Linked DNA regions of Macaca fascicularis: region 2 is linked to region 1. The links are chromatin contacts, called in public Hi-C maps. All regions are on one chromosome and are shown on one strand. Each heading gives the region's core, a stretch centred on a gene start, on an enhancer-like site or on the middle of the called end of the contact. The rest is flanking DNA. Distances are from core to core; before and after follow the strand shown.

Evidence for each region. Hi-C and Micro-C count contacts between places; a contact is called where the count stands out from the background.
Region 2: a Hi-C map of skeletal muscle shows a contact between it and region 1, with 2.5 times the contacts expected there. The contact joins the promoter of PHLPP1 here to the enhancer-like site in region 1. A contact is called at or near these places in 2 of 2 Hi-C or Micro-C datasets (liver and skeletal muscle).

Annotation. Positions count from the first base shown.
Region 1 is chr18:18,011,188-18,014,052 of T2T-MFA8v1.1, forward strand. The region is part of intron 1 of PHLPP1 (PH domain and leucine rich repeat protein phosphatase 1); the gene reads right to left. Among named protein-coding and RNA genes, the nearest start is that of PHLPP1, 110 kb to the right of the region's middle. Within about 2 kb of position 1,439, at least 3 of the 6 cell types and tissues checked have an H3K27ac peak or open chromatin away from gene starts, as enhancers often do.
Region 2 is chr18:18,125,696-18,128,395 of T2T-MFA8v1.1, forward strand. It overlaps PHLPP1 (PH domain and leucine rich repeat protein phosphatase 1), which reads right to left and starts at 1,383. Exons shown (of 17, transcript XM_015439655.3): 1 at 1-1,383. The coding sequence starts at 1,162.

The DNA of each region.
Region 1 (2,865 bases), core at 189-2,688:
AATATTAAAAATCAGCATAAATAGCAAGTGGTTTTGATACATGTCTAATACTTATTAGACAGGGAACAGGAAGAACAACAGCTCTAAAAATAAATAACAAGAAACTCCAAAGAGCATCTGAACCTTCCCAATACATACTTTGGGCACAGATGTTAGGAAATAAGCCACAGGTTTGAATTTCACTTCTTCTTTCTCCCAGTAGATCAAAATGTTTTATAAAATAAATACTTCACACCACAAAATTTTGCTGAGGCTGGGCCAGGATGAAGTATAACAGTGATTCAGCTACTTGAACCAGATGCCCAGCAAACAGCTACACTGTTAGAGCTCTCACTGGAAAGGTACTGTATTGTTTGTCTACCACATGTTAGTTTTCCCACAAATGAGTAGGGAGCCCAGAAGACTATTCAAAACAGATGTGAGATGTGACAAGCCAAGGGCTGCCAATGATGGATGAGACACAGTGATTCATACGTCCCATTCTGCACAAGCTCATTTATACCTAGAGAGGAAGATGCCTGGGTTTCCAATCTAAGAGCTCCTTACTATATGACAGACTCTCTTCCTGTGGGGAAGGAGAAAGAAGAAAAGACAAAGAATAATAAAAATGAAAAGCAAATGAAGGACTAAAAACAATGGACAATAGGTTACTGGGTTTCCAAAATCCAATTTCCTTGACATAATAAACGAATGCTAAAAAGGGATCTGATCTGATCTACACACACACACACACACACACACACACACACACACAAAATAAATGCAAAGAAGTAGGCATTTTATTCAGTCCATCAGAGAGTGGCTTCAAGAATACTTGTTAACCTGTAACATTTATGCAGTTCTTTGAAGAACTAGAGACTGGAAAAAAAGAGAATAGGGGTACATAAGGGCTGGCCCTTCAATTCTCCAACTCCATATATATCCTACAGAAAGCCCTAGAGCAAATCACCAGACAGACTGGACAAAGGCCAGAAGGGATCTTTAACAGAAGAGTATGGATACATCAGTAGATTCTGGCTCTTTATTCCCTAGTCAGAAAAATTCCCAAGAGTTCTGAATTGTCCTGGAGCCCAAGAGTCAGATCAGCCTGTCCTTGGAAAACCCTGAACATCCCAGTCTGAATCAAATCCCTCTGGTCTTGCTCTGAATGAATTTCAATACCCCTATTGTCTGTCCTCTCCCTGGGTGTCCCAGATCAGACACATCCTTAGGACGCGGCTGTGTACTAAGTGGGTCCTGAGGAATATGGAGATGAATGAGGTAATATATACCTAGACAATCACCCAGGTGCACCCTCCTTTTTATCAGACTTCCTTGTTCTATGACATAAGGAATTATTTTTGCTCTTCCTGCCAATATTCAAATTCCTCAACTCAAAGGAATTCCAGTTGCCCTATGCTCTAATAAACACTGACAATACCAAAGTAATTCATGTCTGCCAGTTTAAAGCTGGGTCAGTTGTAACTTTCACTTTAGAAATGTTACTCTAATTCCCTACAGGCTTAAGGCATTTTTACATGATCCAGGAGGAAAAACAGACAGCAAAAGCAAACATTTCAAGCTGAGACAGAAACACGACAACAGAGAGTGATTTGAAAACATATTCATATACTTCCTCTTTTACTTACGCACTTGGCACATGGTAGGTAAGGTGATCTATACTAGTCTATTTAAAAACCAGGCATGGCCCACTAGTTGGGCCCACTTGTAGAAAATTACAGCACAATGCTAAAGAATCAAACTAGGGTCTCTGGATTATTTTATTTTATTTTATTTATTTATTTATTTTTTTAGACAGAGTCTCACTCTGTCGCCCAGGCTGGAGTGCAGTGGCATGATCTCGGCTCACTGCAACCTCTGCCTCCCAGGTTCAATTGATTCTTCTGCCTCAGCCTCCAAGCACTTCAGACTACAAACAAATGCCACCATGCCTGGCTAATTTTTGTATTTTTAATAGAGACAGGGTTTCCCCATATTGGCCAGGCTGGTCTCAAACTCCTGACCTTGTGATCCACCCACCTCAGCCTCCCAAAGTGCTGGGATTATAGGTGTGAGCCACCGCGCCTGGACAGCCTCTGGATCTTGATTACATACTCAAGGCTCCTCTCCCACACCAAAATGACAGTTCTTATTTCACATAGTAAAATTGTTTTTTAAAGAGGGGGCAAAAAAGAGCATGAAATGTCTTATAATCCACTATGCCAGATGCTAGAGGTATCAAGAAAATGTTCTCTGCGTCAAATTGCTTAAAGCAAAATCTCTAAAAACGTAGTCCAAAAACCATATAAAGCAAAATATCTAAAAATGTAGTCCAAGGACCATATATATTAGTATCACTTAGATTTCTGTCTACTACCACAGCCCTAGATTTGAAATATTGGTAGCCAAAGCCTGAGACCTACATTTCAGTAACCACAAATAGATGGTTATATTTTGTGACCATAAATCTAAAATAATAAAATAAGTCATTCCCCAAGGTCAGCTTATTTTCTAACAAATGTATTCCTCACATTCATGAATTCAGGATTTTAATTGTCATCTCCGTAAGTAAGCTAGTTCAACCTTTTCACGTCATATAAAACTACCTTAAAAATACGATGAAAGCAATGGACCTCCAGAAAAAAAAAACAAAAAAACTTTAATATGCACAGACATCAGATTTGGCAGATAACTGTAGCAGATTTATTTGACCATACCCACGAGAATAAAGGATGGTGAAATCACTCAATAACAAGAGCCTATTCCCATTTCCTTAAATCACATTCCAAACATGAGGAAGGGGTGGGTTAAAATTAACTTCTCCTATAGCCAAATTTATTCTTACAAAATTATTTCTACTTTAATTGGCTTATTACTTTGTCTTTG
Region 2 (2,700 bases), core at 133-2,632, 110 kb after region 1:
CCGCCGTCGGGGCCGAGGCTGCGTCGGTCTCGACCTCTTCCGACGACGACGAGCCGCCGCCGCTGCTGTAGGGGTCCAGCCGGTCGGATACGCTCTCGGCGCTGGGACTCAGGCTGAAGCTCTCGGTGTCGGAGGCCACAGGCCGCGGGGCGCAGGGAGAAGAGGCAGGGCCCCCCACGAAAGGCTCGCCGGGGCTGGAGTCCGAGGGCGCGGGGCTGGCACGGCGCGACCACCCGCCCGGGACGCCGGCGGGCAGGGGTAGGTCGGCGGGGGGCGCGCGCGGAGGACCCCCGACGGCACCCGGCGCGCTCCTCGCGGGCAGCGCCTCCGAGTCCCGCGGCTCCGGGGGCGCGAGCCGGGGGCCGGCCTCGGGGGGCGGCTCAGCGGGCTCCCGGGCGGCGGCAGCTCCGGGCCCCTGGCCCAGCACCTTCACCACGCCGCCGCCTTTGTGGCCCAGCTGCAGCAGGCGGGCGGCCACCTCGCCGGCCGTGGTGTCCAGTGTACAGAGCACCGGGCGCAGGTAGGTCGAGGCCATGTGGCGGTCGAAGACGTGCACGCAACCGCGCTGGAGCTGGTGCCTCACCCAGTCCCGGTCCGACGGCTGCAGCTGCAGCGTCTGCCGGTGCTTCAGGAGCAGCGTCTTCCTGTCCAGGCTCCGGGTGCACAGCGACGCCGAGGCCGAGCAGGAGGCGGGGAGGCCGGCAGCGCCGGGGGAGTGCGAGGCAGCAGCGGCCGACGACGACGACGACGACGACGACGACGAGGCGGCCGCGGCGGCCGCGGACAGATTCCTCTTCAGCCGCCCTCTCCTCAGCAGGAGGGAGTTGGCGCCGCTGCCGGCCCCGGGCACGGGGGCAGCCCCGCCGGCAATGGGCTGGGGCGCCCCACGCCGCCTCCTGCGCCCGGCACCCCCTGCTCTGCCCGGCAGCGGCCCCGGCGGCGCCTCGCCCGGGGCCTCTTCCCGCGCCCCGCCGCCGCTGCCGTTCCCGCCGCTCGGGGCCGCCGGGGTCAGCGCGGGCTCCGGACTCCGGCCGCCCCCAGCCGCCGCCGCCAGAGCCGCCGCGGCCGCTGCTGCCGCAGCGGCGGCCGCCGGAGCCGAAGCTCGGTCCTCCCTGCCGGGCTCGGGGAGTCGCTGCGCCGTGGCCGCGGCGGCGGGCTCCATTGCAGTGGGGCTTCGCGTTTCCCCCCCAGCTCCGGAGGCAGCGGGCGGAGAGGGAGGCGATGAGGCGGAGGTGGGAGACGGCGACGGCGCGCGGAGAAGGGAGAAGCCAATGGCGTTCGGCGCGGTCGTTCCAGGGGATTATGTGGCGATTCGAAGCATTCCGTCGGTGTCTCAGTGTTCCATCCCGCGCGCCCGCCTCGCCGCCACCGCCCCCCCGACACACGCCCTCCCCGCCCCGGTCGCCGGCTCCCCAGCGCGGGCCCCGCCCGCTCCCCCCGCCTCAACCCGGCGAACCAGCCGCGGATCTGGGCTCATTGAATATTAATCACCCTCCGGGAGCGGGAAGGCGGGAGGCTGGCAGGGCGGGAGGGCCGCGTTTGCCTCATGAATATTCATCGCCGGCATGACGGCATTCCAGGGAGGAGTGGGGAGAGCCGGGGGATGGCCGGAGGCGGAGCTTCAGGGTAAACAAACGTGACGCGTACGTACGGGGGCGGGGTGGGGGGCAGTTTCCCGGGAGGTTCCTGAGCCGGCCTCGGAGAGGGCGGTGAAGACAGAGGCGCGCGGTACACCTTGGGAGTTGTGGTTCTCGTCACGGGACCGGCAATCCCGAGGGAGACATGGTGGACTACAAGTCCCAGCGGTCCTTTGGCTGTGCTCCTCCTGGCCGGCAGCAGCTGGCCATGGCCAGTGAGTATTGTGCCCTCTGCCGTTGAACTCTGTGCCAGAGTTCTTAATGAACAAGAATGCTCATGTTCATTAACTTGTATTTTACCTGCACTCCAGCTTGCCATATGACTTTTATTTTCCCTACTAATTAAAGGTGAGGACTTTCAGGGACTCTAAACAGTACGAAGGTCCCAGGTCCCGGTCCTCACCTCTGCCCATTGTGTGAGATAGAGATACACACCCGTCACACCACAGCATCACTGGCAGTCTGAGTGGGCCAACCTCACTTTTCCCCCACTTTTTCAAGACCCAGGAAGACAGGCAGTGTCTGGGAATTCTAAGTGAGGCTGTCGTTGAATGTTCTTGTTGGAAGGCACAACCCTAAACCTGTCCTCTCCCTCTCCTGTATCTGAAAAGGAAAATGGCAAAGGACTGAGGTTTCATTGTTCCCCATTGATCTTGAAGTTTGAAGTAGTTTAATGACACGGAAAGCACTGGAAAGTAGAAGAAACATTAGAATGGAGTATGAGATGGGCTTTTTCCATGTGTTCTCTCTTAACGTCTTCTCTGTTTTTTTCTTTCGTCATTCAGGGGGAAAAAAATCTTTTCTACTGCTACAATGTTTAGTCGTGGTCTGAAAAGTATTTTTCGTAAGTTGAATCAATGTTGTAAGCTGGACTAGGGCAGTTTACTATTTAAAAGAATTTAGTACACCTTTTTAATTGAATTACCATTCCCGCAATTGCTTTATAATTCGGGATTTTTTTTTTCTTTTTTATTTTTTATTTTTTATTTTTTTTTTTTTTGCCACAGAGTGGGTCTGTCTCCCAGGCTGGAGTGCAGTAGCGCAATCTGGGCTCACTGCAACC